Linked DNA regions of Sus scrofa: regions 1, 2 and 3 are each linked to region 4. The links are chromatin contacts, called in public Hi-C and HiChIP or PLAC-seq maps. All regions are on one chromosome and are shown on one strand. Each heading gives the region's core, a stretch centred on a gene start, on an enhancer-like site or on the middle of the called end of the contact. The rest is flanking DNA. Distances are from core to core; before and after follow the strand shown.

Region 1 (3,217 bases), core at 608-3,107, 230 kb after region 4:
CCCTTAATTAAAGCATATCCAGATGGCTAAAGGGGTCTTTGGTGCCTTTACCCACGGAAGCAACTGCTAGTCTTTGTTATCCTCGGCAAGAATAGTGCTGGATTTTTTTCGTGGCAGGAGAGGGACGAGCTTTGAGCTCAAAGTACATTAACAAGCACTCTATTCCACCTAGAAATAGTGCCAACTCCATTCCTTAAAATACCAGAGCCATCACACACTGGCCAAGTTTAATTTCTCAATAACCGGAATTAAATCAAGTATAATCACCTCTGGCAGATCGTCTCTACAGTGAGTGGGTTAAACTGCACCGCACTCCTGGTGTGGTGGAGTGCAATGACTAAGGCATCTAGAGAGAGCCTTGGAGTCCAGTTACTGAAGAGGTATAGGGCTTTGATCAAGCTACACAGTCTTTCCGCCTGGTGTTCCGTAAAATGAGAGATGAAGTGCATTTTCTATCAGGCTCCTTTCAGCTTTAAAATTTGTGACTCTAAAGTGTACTTCACGCACATGACAAAATCCTGTGGGAATCAAAAGCGCTGCCAAAATGACTTGACTCTCAAGAGAACGCATGCCATTGAGGGGAAACAGGAGCGTTAATATATGAAGCAAGTTAGCAGCTGTTAGTTTCCAGGCACAGTGCACAGCCTAAGCAGCTTGACAACAGCTTGATTTTCCCCAAATAATAAGTGCTAGGGAAGGCAGTGAGAGATGGAGCAAGATGGGGGGGGCTGGATTTGCTTAGGATAAAAGTAATATAATGTGAAAAAAGAAGGATAAATGAGGGGAGGGGGGGAGGCAACTTCCTGCAGGGTTAATCCCAAAAGGGGATGAGGAGGGAGAAGGAGGCCAGTAGCTGCAGCGTCTGGCAGGTGGCACCTGGAGAACCGCCCACTTGAGAGAGCTGCCGGGGTCGCCGCTGCCTGGCGAATGCCGCAGGCGGGTCGGGGCTTTCCGGGCGGGGTCGCAGTCTGGCCCGCAGCTATAAGAGCTCGGAGTCGTTGCTGCGCCCCCGCACGCCCCCGGCCTGCGTCAGGCCCTAACAGCTGCGTGCTGCGGGCAGCGAAGGACCGCTCTGGATATCCTTGGCCCAGCTCTCACTCGTGGTTGCCATTTTCCTTCGGTGCCCTGACATCTCAAAGAGACCAAAAACACCCCCCTCCCCAGCTACTTGCATCTGTCCCGCGACCGACGCAGCTGCAGGCCGCCGCCCAAAGCGGCTCGCGGCGGGAGGGACTGAGCCCGGGGCAGCCCACAAGGGCCGGGCCGCGTTGCTTACCCAGAGGCCGCCGCGGCGGGCGGGCTGCTGGCCGACTCCTCCGTGCGGGAGGGGCGGCTCCCGCGCCGCGTACGTCACGCGGACACGCCGGCTCACGCACCCCGCGGTTCGTTCTCGCGCGGCTTCCCGCGCCAACAGCCCCGCGATGGGTCCACGTGACCGCGCGCCTGGTAGCCGGGGAACTTGGGGCGCTGGGGCCGGAGTGTGCGTGCGTGCGTGCGTACGTGCGCGCCCGCCTGCTCGCCCGCTCTAGTGGCTTGGCGGGGGTCGGCCCGCGTTCTAGGTGCCTCTGCCACGGTCGCTAGTCGTGACTCTGTAGGCGGAAGCGTGGAGCGAAGCCTGAGCGTCACAGGCTCCCCACACAAAACCGCGTGACCCGGGGACTTTCCCTGGGGTGTGCAAAAGCACGGGCACCCCTCAGTTCGGGGTGGGGGCAGGGAAGGATGCGCCCGCATACTCGCGGGCTGAGGGGTGAGGGCGCGGGGCCAGGGAAGCTGAACCACGGGAGCCTGGGAGGGGAGGCGGGCTGGGCGGGGTTGGGCATGGCGGGGGAAGTGACTCAAGGCCAGAGGCGGACAGGCCCACGGAAGGCAGGAGTGGGGGGAGCGCGGGCAATGGGCGACCCTGAACTAGCTGGCCGCGCACGGGACAGAGCAAGGGTGCTGGCGCCCCCAGAACGTCAGGGACATACCGTGAGGGAGGGCCCAGCTGCTGGGCCCTATGGGGCCGGGGTCTGACATCTGGACAGAGTGGGAAAGCAGCATCCTGCCCTTGGGGAGTCGGGAGGAGCCCAGTCCCATCCAGCTGTGCAAACAGGAGGAGGAGGAGGAGGTCCCAAGCCTACCCTAGGGAGAGGGGCAAGAGGGGTGGTCAGGCTGTCGCCGCGCCGGCCCCCGCGGTGCGGGTTGCGCCAGCCTCCTCGGAACCCGACGCAGAAACTTGTTGCAACAAACAGGCGACCGCGGGTGCCCCTAGCAGCCAGCGGCGGAGTGGGTGGGCGGTCGAGAGGGAGGGGAAGGCTGGCGGACGCCGCAGCGAACTGGTGGGCAGACCCGGAGTCGCCGCGTAAGCGGGGCCGGCTCAGTGCGGTGCAGCAGGCGCGGCTGTGCGGCAGCGGAAGTCCTTTGTTGCAGCACAGTCCCTGGCAGAGCCAGAGCCTCTCCGCGCAGCCCAGCCCGAGCGCCGCGCGTCGCCGCCACTGCAGCTCGCGGCCCCTTCGTCTCCGCCCGCCTTTCCTGTGGCTGATTTGCCTTAAACTCCCTAAAATTTCCGCAGCCCCGGATCCTGCTGCGGCCGGTGAGTATTTGCCAGTTGTGGGGCTATTTGCGCAACTTTGGCCCGGGCGGGAGGGTGACGGGCCGCGAGCTTGACGGAGTGCGGGGCCGGAGCGGCGCCGACCCGTGCGGGGAGCCAGAGCGCGGCGGACGCGCTGCGAGGACCCGGCGACAGGCGGTTGCCGGGCCGCCTGCTTGATCCCGCCGCCCTCCGGCGCGTCTGGTCGGGGACGTGCGGCCTCCCTGGGTCGGAGGCGAAGCCCACGGAGACTAGTTCCCAAATTAGTTACCTTCTTTTTCCTTTCTTTCTCTGCCTTTATTTTTTGAGGGGGGGGGGGGGGGAGGTGTAGACGGGAGGCGGGAGGACCCGGTTGATTGACGTGCCCAGAGCCCGCTTCTCTCAACTTACAGCCGCGGCTTCTCGGCGGGTGGGAGGGGAAGTGTCCCGGAGCCCGAGGCCGCAGACTTGGGCGCGCTCCGAGGGAGGAGGCATAAGAGCCGTGCAAATTCTTGCCACGCTCTTTCCCCCCACCCCCACCCCGCCGGCACACACGCTTTTTGTTCAGTAAAAAGTGGTAGGTCTCGAGTTGGGGAATTTTCAGTGGAAAGATATGTTTCCTGGGAGAAAAGTGCTTTCGCTTCCAGCGTTGGGAGCTCACTAGAAGTT
Region 2 (2,914 bases), core at 45-2,544, 140 kb after region 4:
TTTAAAAGTATCTTCTTGCTCTTCTGATGATGTCTTATAGCAGCCTAAGTGTTAGCTTTCAAACAAATCTTTGTAGTTGGAAGAATATCCCGGCTGATGCAACTTTAAAAACAATCCTACTTCTTAGACAAAGTTTAAGAGGGTCAGGGTAACTGCTCTCCAGCTATAATCTTCTTTGGGGGGAAGAATGCACACTTAGACCTCTTTAAATTATAGCACAGGAAGTACAGAACATTTTGTTCTTTGTTCTCAACCTGCTGGCTGAAACAACATTTTCCACCTGTACCACCTTATAGTACTGGGTTCCTGTAACTTACTTAGTACCTGCTGCATATAAGTATTATTTTTATTTGTCCCTAGAGTCCTTCGTCAAGACTCAAATGCTTACTTATTCTAGAATCCTTATAAGATTTGGTGAATAAATTCACTGTCTCAGTATGAAATCTGCTCTGTCCCTAAATTTGTAGTTGTCAATCTTTCCAGCTCCATTTCAGAGCCCCAAAAGCCTCAGAGTCATCTGTAGCCCCAGTATTTCCTTTGTGTTTCATGTTTAGTGTATCTAGAATACATGTACTTCTCACCATTATGGTATCAATGGTTAACACTGACACCATAATCCAAGCCACCGTCACCTCTGGCCTGGATTCTGCAAATGCAGTTAACTTTTTGCTGGTGTCCCTCATTCTCACCCTTCCCCCCAGGGTCTGGTCCCAATTCAGCAGCCAGAATAGTCCTTGAAAAATGTAAGTCTGATGGTGTCAGCCCCGTTCAAAACCCTCTAATAGCCTCCCATCACATTCAGAATAAACGACAGTCTCCTGATCTGATTACTGCTTCCCCTTGGCCCTCAGTGACCCACTCAGGACCTTTGCACTTGCTGTTCATTCTCTTAATTGGCCCTGGGAAAGTCACTTGATCTGACTGCTTAGAGCCTCTGTCTCTACATCTGTGAACAGAAATAAGAAGGCTGCTTCTCCCTTGCCTCCCTCACAGGGTTATTGAGAGTCTCAGATGCATTCATATGTTTTCACTGTTGGTTCTCCTTATTTAAGTCTTACATTGTGCCAGGAGTGGCTGTTTTTTCCACCCTCCCCTCTTGCCAACTGTGGAGTTTGGAGGGTCTGGAGGGTGAAGAAAAACTAGTAGAAACTTTTGTCTAGCACTTTGTGTTCATATAATGTTTGGAGGGCAGGAAGGGGAGAGGAGAGAGTGGAGTCTGGAAACTTGGCCCCCGTCAGGAGCCTTCTGCAGCTCCCCAGGCACCACTTCTGATGTCCCATGCAGGAGAAACAGCGCAGGCTGGAACTGCCGGGGAGTTACAGCAGCAGCCTAGGGAGAACTTGGCAGCTCTAGCATTTCCTGTTGTCTTGTGTCAGCAGAATTGTGGCCTCCGCTCAGATCACATCCCAGTAAAAGAAACTTCAACAATCCATTCTTCTTTTGAACTATATGATTTATAGAATATTGATTTGAGAAAAACCAAGGCTATTAGCTTGAAGTAAGATTTTGAAGTCTTAGGTATGACTTCTTGTATCGTTCGCCATTCTTACCTTTTACTAGGCTAATCCAAATAATGTATTCCCTGCAACTCCTGTGCCCTTTTATGCCAGATATTTGTTAAGTGTGCAGCATTGGGGAAGGGAATAACCAAATGAGAGTGAGGGAAGAGATGCTTGCACATGTTCAGGTGTATTTGTCAAGTGAAAGACAAATGACAAAATTTGCCCTTCAAGATAGATCCCATTCAAGTTTATGACTATATCGTAACTGGACAGAGTTGGATTATTTTGTATGTTTATTTATGGATGTAATATAATTTACTTAATGTTCTCTTGTATTGGGAAGTTGTATAAATTGTATAAATCTTTGTTTCAGAAGACATTATGCTTTCAACCTTGAGTAAGAAAAATTCTTTTGTAAATTAGGATATCGTTTTAAAGTTCATACTGAATTCAGAGTGGATTCATTGATTTATTGTTCAGCTTTATGGGCCTACCTGTGATCATCTTGCTAGGTAACGTTGGCTGAGCCGCTATGAGCTTGAGTTCTTTCCTGCAAACTTTTTTTCCTATAGCACCTGGGCGGTGGAAATGCTGAGAAAGATGAGGATTGGCAACCTTCAGAACTGGTGGTCCACGTTTTTACTTGTTCACTGTATGATTTTGAATGCCATCAATTAATATGTTTTAAACTAACTGTCCCATACCCCATGGCCCAGTCAGTGTCAACGGGAGATAGAAAAGATCCAGGTCTGCTTGAGGCCTGGAAAATTGGGTGGGTGGTACAGGGTACATGCCAGATAGTGTTCAGTGAAGGTGTTTATAATTTAAGAGAAATATATCCAATGATACATGTTGCTAATTTGTGGCTTAAAACATTAAGGGTTAACGGCAATCTTTTCCTTTTTCTCTAGGCAAATAAGGGAGAAACTGAAGAGCAAAGTCGCTCAGATGAAGGAGCAGGTACCTGGTTTCACCCCAGGCCTGGCCATTTTACAGGTATTATGATGGTGCATTTCCCCTAACATCTTCCTTTCTCGATCTCTCTCATTAGTGCTTAAATCTCTTCCCTTTTTTTTTTTTTTTTTTTTTTAATGGAACCTCAGACCTTTTGAGTTCCTCTCTTCAGACTCCTCCTCTTCAGGTCAACTTCCACATGTTGGCATGTCCTGGCCCTCGGCTCTTCTCTGTGGCGACCCTTTCTCTAATCCAGTGTCCCTTGAACTTTGTTCTCAGGATCTGTTTACACTTTTCAAATGACCTTAGGAACTTTTGTTTGTATGGATTTATCCATTGATATTTACTACATTAGAAATTAAAACTAAGAAGTTTAAAGATATTTATGCATGTAAAAATGCCAGTAGGGAGTTCCCTGGTGGCCTAGCAGTTAAGTATTTGGCGTTGTCACCGCTGTG
Region 3 (2,966 bases), core at 109-2,608, 190 kb after region 4:
AGGAGATGTACACAGACTGGTGTTAGCTGAATAAATAAAGATAAATTGAATTCTTAATTATCTCTACTATAGGTGCTTAGGGATTTTCCTGTTTTATAGCGCTTGTCTCTAGGATCTTGACAGCTTAGATTCAGCTTTGCTATTGTGTAAATAGTTCTTTCCTTAATAAAGAATCTTACAAAGGTAAACTATATTCCTGGATAAGCATCCAAAAGTGGGTAAGAGCTTTACTCTCTCAAAGCTCATGGTCCTATTGAAGAAAAGAGATAAGTACAACTGCTTTTCATAGTTCTTCCCTCTGCCTTAATAGCTTCTTCATCTAGATAGTATGCTTGGGAGGGGCCAGAGGAGGAGGCAGGAATTGTGCATCCTGCAGGACCTCACCATAGAGGCTCCCAGGAATGCCCTTGTAGGTAATATTAAGCCCAAAGCAAGTCACCCTAAACTCTCACTGCAACACCTTTCATTGGTGCTAATCCACTATATACAGTGGATTATGTATACAAATCAATGCTTATGGTGCTTTTCACTATGACTGGGAACTTGCTTAGATAAAGACTCTCAAAATGTGTGAAAATAACACAGCCTAGCCAAACAGAGAGTGAATATTGCCAGTGCCCTTTGCTCTGGTCTGTACTAGAATTGTGAGGAAAGTCAACTCATGTTTTAAACCCCTAACCCTCACCCCGCGCTGTACTTGAGAGGGACAAGGTTAAGCAGACACCTAGGAATGTAAGGGAAACGGGTAACTTGTAATCGACTGAATCCTGGAAATATACAAGATGTAAAGGAGGGAGGGGGCTGTGTTTCTGTGCCCTTCTGACATCGATATCACACAGTTTGCATCATCTCTTCCTTCCTCCTAGATTCTTAGGAGACAAGGGTCTGTGTCTTGGGCCTCTGAGAACCTTTGGCAGGGAACCGTGATAAGTGCATTACACCCAAACCCATTCCTGGAAAAGTTTTATTTTCTCTATTCATATAGGTAATTTTTCTTTTCAAACGAGATTGACTCTGCACAGATCTGAATCCTACTTTTAAAATGTGATATCTGCTGTGACTTTAAATATTCAGTGGGGGGATTTATGATGTGAGTGCCCATAGTTTAAAATTGGATTTTGCTACTTTGCATCTGAGAAAATGGAAGGCTTACGACCTTGGTCCCCTCCCCATCTCTCTCGGTGGCCCCCGGCCCTTGCCTGGATGTGGTCGCGCCTAAAAGATTGCCGCCTGGCTGGGCGCGCGAAGGTCCCACGCCCGGGGCTGGGCTCACCCGCAGGTGGACCTCCTGTCCCCCCCCCGCCCCTCCCCCGGGCCACCGCCCCCGCCCCCAGCCCGGGCCCCGCCCCGCGCCCGCCTGCTCCACGCGCATTGGTGCCTCCAGCTGTCGGTCCCCGCGCTCTGGGGAGGGGGCGTCGCCCGGCTGCGGTCCCTCTGCAGAGGGTTGCTCGCTCCCGGTGCGCCGCTGCCTTCCCGCCGGCCCCGCGGGCGCCCCCGCGACCTCCGCGGCAGCGTTGTCCAGGGACCCCGGCGCCCTCGGTAAGTGAAGCGGGCGATGAGGCTGTGAGGAAAGAGGGCGCGGGGCCGGTGTCCGGTCCGCCGACCGCCCGCGTGGCGGAGTGGGCGGGAGGTGCCCGCTGGCCACCGGGAATCTGGGGCCCCGAAGGTGGCCGGGGTAACAACGGGGGAAGGTGTTTGTCCGCAGACATCTCCACTCAGTACGACCCTCATCACTCTGCCCACCTGCCCTCCCCGCGTTTGAGTTGTCCTGGGGGCTTGTGTAGCTGGTAGCTTTTTTCCTTCCTTGCCCTTTTCGGGGCGAATGCGGTGTGGGCTTCCTGGCCATTATAATTGTACATTTAGCTTGAAGCTGGATTAGCTGTTCCCCGCCCCAGCACTTTCCTTTTTGAGTACTTTATCCTGCGCTCTAGCTCCTGCCATAAGGCGCGTCAAGCCGAATGAGAGATGCCTTCCTCCTGAAGGAAGCTTCGTGTGGCCCACACCTGGCGCGGGGAGAGATGCACCGCTTTTCTCAGGAAGTGGCTGCTCTTTGCCTCCGTGCTTCTCTGCTCACGGGAAAAGGGCAAGGGGTATTTTCAGTGGCAGCAGACTTGCGATTCTATCAGGAAATTACAGCTTCCTGGAGCAATAAAACTACTTCTGCAGGTTAAGGACGAATCATTTGCAGTCTAATGTTCCGCAAAGTTTTAATAGCCACAGACTGCATTCTCCCCCTTTCAGTTAGGTTTTGTTTGGATATCTGTTGTAGTTCTACATCTTGGTATACATTCCAGTGAGCTTCTCAAGCAATTGTCCTTGAGCAATCCAAGTTAGTTTCAAATGACACATTCCTAAATGATCTAATATCAGCATTTCTATTAGGTATACATCCCTCCGGTTAATAAAAAAACACTCAGGTGGGAGGATTCATAAGAGGTGCGGAGACAAAGAGCTATAATTAGCTGTGGTTCTAGTGTATCATGTTTAGAGGGACACTGTTAAATGTTCATATTTTAGTTCCATCATGGTTGTAGGATGGCTTTGTCTTTCTGTCGGAGGCAATGGAGTATGTATCACCCGACCTAAGGGAATATTTGCTTACATCATGAACTGATATTCAGAGTTCCAATTCCTTCTGTGGTTCATGGAATCAGGAGTTGCCCAAATAAACCTTCAACAGTGAAGGATTTACATTTTTTTAAAAGTACAAAGAAAGATTCCCTTTGCTTATCTTCAGACATCCATAAACTAAAATCCACAGGATTTCTGTTAGGTGGTCACCTCCTTTCTCTGTTCTCTGGTACTATCATACCATCTTGTGGATTAACTTTAAAATATACCTTTATGTTTATGTATAATCAGTTTGTCAGTTGCACAACTTATCTATTTATTTTTGGCTTTTAGATTAGTTCCAGAACCAAGAAAATATAAAGAATTTCAAAAGCTTGATTTTAAAATGGCAAGAA
Region 4 (2,881 bases), core at 231-2,730:
AGCCACGCTGGCTGAACAAAAGAATAAAATGAAGGAGGACATAATCACTTATTTTAAATCCCCGGTGAGGATTTGTTCTCCTACGTGTCAGGCATCGGTTTATTTTTGTCATTGTATGTGATATCCAGAGGCCCGCCACAGCAGTTCCTGACTTATTTAGAGATAGGTGTGGGATAGCAAGGCAGAACATCAGAAAATGAGATGGAATACTAGCACCAAATCTGACGTTGGACTCTTTCTGCACGTGGGAAGTAAACAGTTTCAAAAACCTCAGTTGAGCAAATGAACTCAGGAAAAGAGATCAGCTTTGTGGTTACCAGAGACAGGAGGAAGTGGGAATCAGATGAAGGTGGATCAAAAGGGACAAATTTCCAGTCATAAGACAAATAGGTACTAGGGATGTACTATACAACACGATAAATGTATATTATGTAGGAAAGTTGTTAAGAGAATAAATTCTAAGACTTCTCATCGTGGGGAAAGACTTTTTTTCTCTTATTTTGAACATATGTAAGATGATGGATGGTCACTAAATTTACTGTGGTGATCATTTCATGATGTCGGTAAGTCAACATCTTGAATTAACACAATGCTGTACAAATATTGTTATAGCTCAATGAAACTGGAAGAAAAAAACCACTCAGTTTAAGTAGATATTGGTGAACAGATCACTAGAAGTCTTGAAGGAGAATAGCAGATAGCTAAAAAGAAAAAGAAAAAAAAAAAAAAGGAAAAAAGAAAAAAATCCTTTCTCATCCAACATTGTGTAGTCGGGGGGCTGCAGCGTATCTAATGCCCCACTAGATGGTACTGCTGATCCAGCCTTGGAGTACCCAGGGCCTGTCTCTATGGTAACAAGTCTACAAATTTATCAGAAGAATTGGCCTTGTCCTTTTGGTGGGAGCGGGTGTGTATGAAGCAGTTTTCGGTGTTCAGAAAAGTCGGCTCTGTGCACAAGGGACTCTTGATATGTAGCTGTCAAAGACATAGAGAATCAGGAAAACACCGTATTGTGCAAGGCAATAAGGAAAGAGAGGGCGGAGAAATCGCTGCTTCTACTATAGTTACAACCTACCTCCTCCCCTGACCGCTGGGACTCAAGGTCTTTAACACGGCTTGGAAACAGGGATCCCAGGTTGCTGGGAGCCTGGGGGTGGGCTGCAGGCAGGATTTGCTTTTGTGCAAGATTACACAGCGGGAGTTCAGCCTGTGGGGAGCTGGGGTTGCTTGAATTGTGGACTCCTAGATGTTCCATTACATAAAATATTACATAAGCCCAGACATCCAGTTCTACCTGTTATTTTACGCCTCGCTGTTTATGATCGTTCTCTGCTGAATGTGGGTTTCCTACGCTCTCTGCATAAAATGTGTTTCCAGAGAGGGGCTCTGCTAGCCGGCGAAACTCCTCTGGCTTCATCAAAAGCGCAACTTCCAGACCTTCCAGACCTTTCTCACCGCAGGGTGCCCGGCGCTCCATATTCACTACGTGCTGTTCTGCTTCTTGGATTCTGGACCAAGATGCAGGGCTGCTCTTACATCGGTGGAGATGCAGAGGGACACTTCATATGCTGACAGCGAGTAAATGCTGCTCTGGAGAAAAACCACCCACCCCAAATCCACCTTCACAGGAGAAGGAGTTTTTGGTGTCTCCTGCATGGGTCCTACCTGGTGCCCCAAGGGGAACAGGTTACTCCTGCAGAAGGCTTGCCTCCGTGTAGAATTTGTGTTGCTTTTCAGCAATAGCAGCCCATTCAGTGGAGCCAAATCATTTTTTAATTTTAGTTTTCCTGGAGAGAAGGGAAAGAGAAAAGAATGAAAAAAACAGGACCTAAGCAATATTTTTGCAGAGCTTTATCTGCATAGCTGGAGTTTTACCTGGATAGCTGTTCTGGATGTTTCCTGGAACATTTTTAAAATTGAAAATATTTTGAGGTAATTTCAGAGTTAGTGAAGTTATAAAAATAGTACAAAGAATTGCCATATATCCTTCATCCTTAGTCCCCGAGTTTTGTCTGCCTCGTGGAATAGATAATCTAATGAGTTATCTAATACTTTTAAGGATAAGAAACATGATGTCTTTTTAACCTCAGTAAAAATAAGGACATCCTCTCATATAACCACAGCGCAATTATCAAAACCCAGAAATTAGCATCAATATATTACTATTATTTAATCAGTGGACTCTATTCAAATTTCATCCATTGTTCCATTATCTTTCATGTCATAAGGAAATATTTTTTTCCACAGTTTAGGAGCCTATCCAGGATCACATATTACATCTGGCTGTCATGTATATTTTTATCTTTGGGTTTTTAAATTTTTTTTATTTTTTGCTTTTTAGGGCCGCACCCCTGCATGTGGAAGTTCCCATGCTAGGGTTTAAATCAGAGCTATGGCTGTCAGCCTACACCACAGCCACAGCAACATGGGATCCCTGACCCACTGAGCAAAGCCAGGGATGGAACCCACGGCGTCTTGGATACTAGTCAGATTCATTTCCCCTGAGCCACAGTGGGGACTCCATATTTGTATCTGAAAATGATGACAGTTGCTTTTTACTTGATAGTGGTTTTTTATTTTTTCCTTTTCTTGTTATTGTGAGTCAGTAGCTTGCAGTTGAAAATTTTTCTGCTTCTGAGAATCATGGCTATTTCTTAGATGGCTGGCAGATCTGATGGTGGAAAATACATAAATCTGCACAAACATGGATTCAAATCCCAAACCCACAAATTCTTAGCCGTGCAACCTGGAGGACACTGCATCACTTCTTTGAGCAACAGTTGCCGCTATAAAATATGGATTATAATCTGAGTCTTGGAAAGTCAGTATGAGGATACATGAGGTAGAAAATGTCCAAAAAAGACTTATCTACCACAGGGCC

Evidence for each region. Hi-C and Micro-C count contacts between places; a contact is called where the count stands out from the background. HiChIP or PLAC-seq counts read pairs in DNA pulled down with a chosen protein or histone mark.
Region 1: an H3K27ac HiChIP or PLAC-seq map of alveolar macrophages shows a contact between it and region 4. The contact joins the promoter of ZBTB1 here to the enhancer-like site in region 4. A contact is called at or near these places in 1 of 5 promoter capture datasets (liver), 5 of 47 Hi-C or Micro-C datasets (embryonic fibroblasts, heart right ventricle, liver and 1 more) and 2 of 2 datasets of contacts at active chromatin or transcription factors (alveolar macrophages and skeletal muscle).
Region 2: an H3K27ac HiChIP or PLAC-seq map of alveolar macrophages shows a contact between it and region 4. The contact joins two enhancer-like sites. A contact is called at or near these places in 1 of 47 Hi-C or Micro-C datasets (liver) and 1 of 2 datasets of contacts at active chromatin or transcription factors (alveolar macrophages).
Region 3: a contact with region 4 is called in a Hi-C map of skeletal muscle, with 5 times the contacts expected there. The contact joins the promoter of AKAP5 here to the enhancer-like site in region 4. A contact is called at or near these places in 3 of 5 promoter capture datasets (fetal liver, fetal skeletal muscle and liver), 28 of 47 Hi-C or Micro-C datasets (adipose tissue, alveolar macrophages, blood and 16 more) and 2 of 2 datasets of contacts at active chromatin or transcription factors (alveolar macrophages and skeletal muscle).

The regions. Positions count from the first base shown.
Region 1 is chr7:88,574,134-88,577,350 of Sscrofa11.1, forward strand. It overlaps ZBTB1 (zinc finger and BTB domain-containing protein 1), which reads left to right and starts at 1,858. Exons shown (of 3, transcript XM_003482279.4): 1 at 1,858-2,572. ZBTB25 (zinc finger and BTB domain-containing protein 25) reads right to left here and starts at 1,402. Exons shown (of 5, transcript XM_021099920.1): 1 at 1,277-1,402.
Region 2 is chr7:88,483,352-88,486,265 of Sscrofa11.1, forward strand. MTHFD1 (C-1-tetrahydrofolate synthase, cytoplasmic) reads left to right here. Exons shown (of 27, transcript XM_021099913.1): 2 at 2,414-2,498. Among named protein-coding and RNA genes, the nearest start is that of MTHFD1, 13 kb to the left of the region's middle. Within about 2 kb of position 1,295, at least 30 of the 83 cell types and tissues checked have an H3K27ac peak or open chromatin away from gene starts, as enhancers often do. A contact at or near this core is called in alveolar macrophages, where this site is marked.
Region 3 is chr7:88,537,580-88,540,545 of Sscrofa11.1, forward strand. It overlaps AKAP5 (A-kinase anchor protein 5), which reads left to right and starts at 1,359. Exons shown (of 2, transcript XM_021099926.1): 1 at 1,359-1,539. All of the region lies in intron 4 of ZBTB25 (zinc finger and BTB domain-containing protein 25), which reads right to left.
Region 4 is chr7:88,348,076-88,350,956 of Sscrofa11.1, forward strand. LOC110261687 (a long non-coding RNA gene) reads right to left here. Exons shown (of 3, transcript XR_002346141.1): 2 at 1-1,787. Among named protein-coding and RNA genes, the nearest start is that of KLHL25, 58 kb to the left of the region's middle. Within about 2 kb of position 1,481, at least 17 of the 83 cell types and tissues checked have an H3K27ac peak or open chromatin away from gene starts, as enhancers often do. A contact at or near this core is called in adipose tissue, alveolar macrophages, retroperitoneal adipose tissue and 3 more, where this site is marked.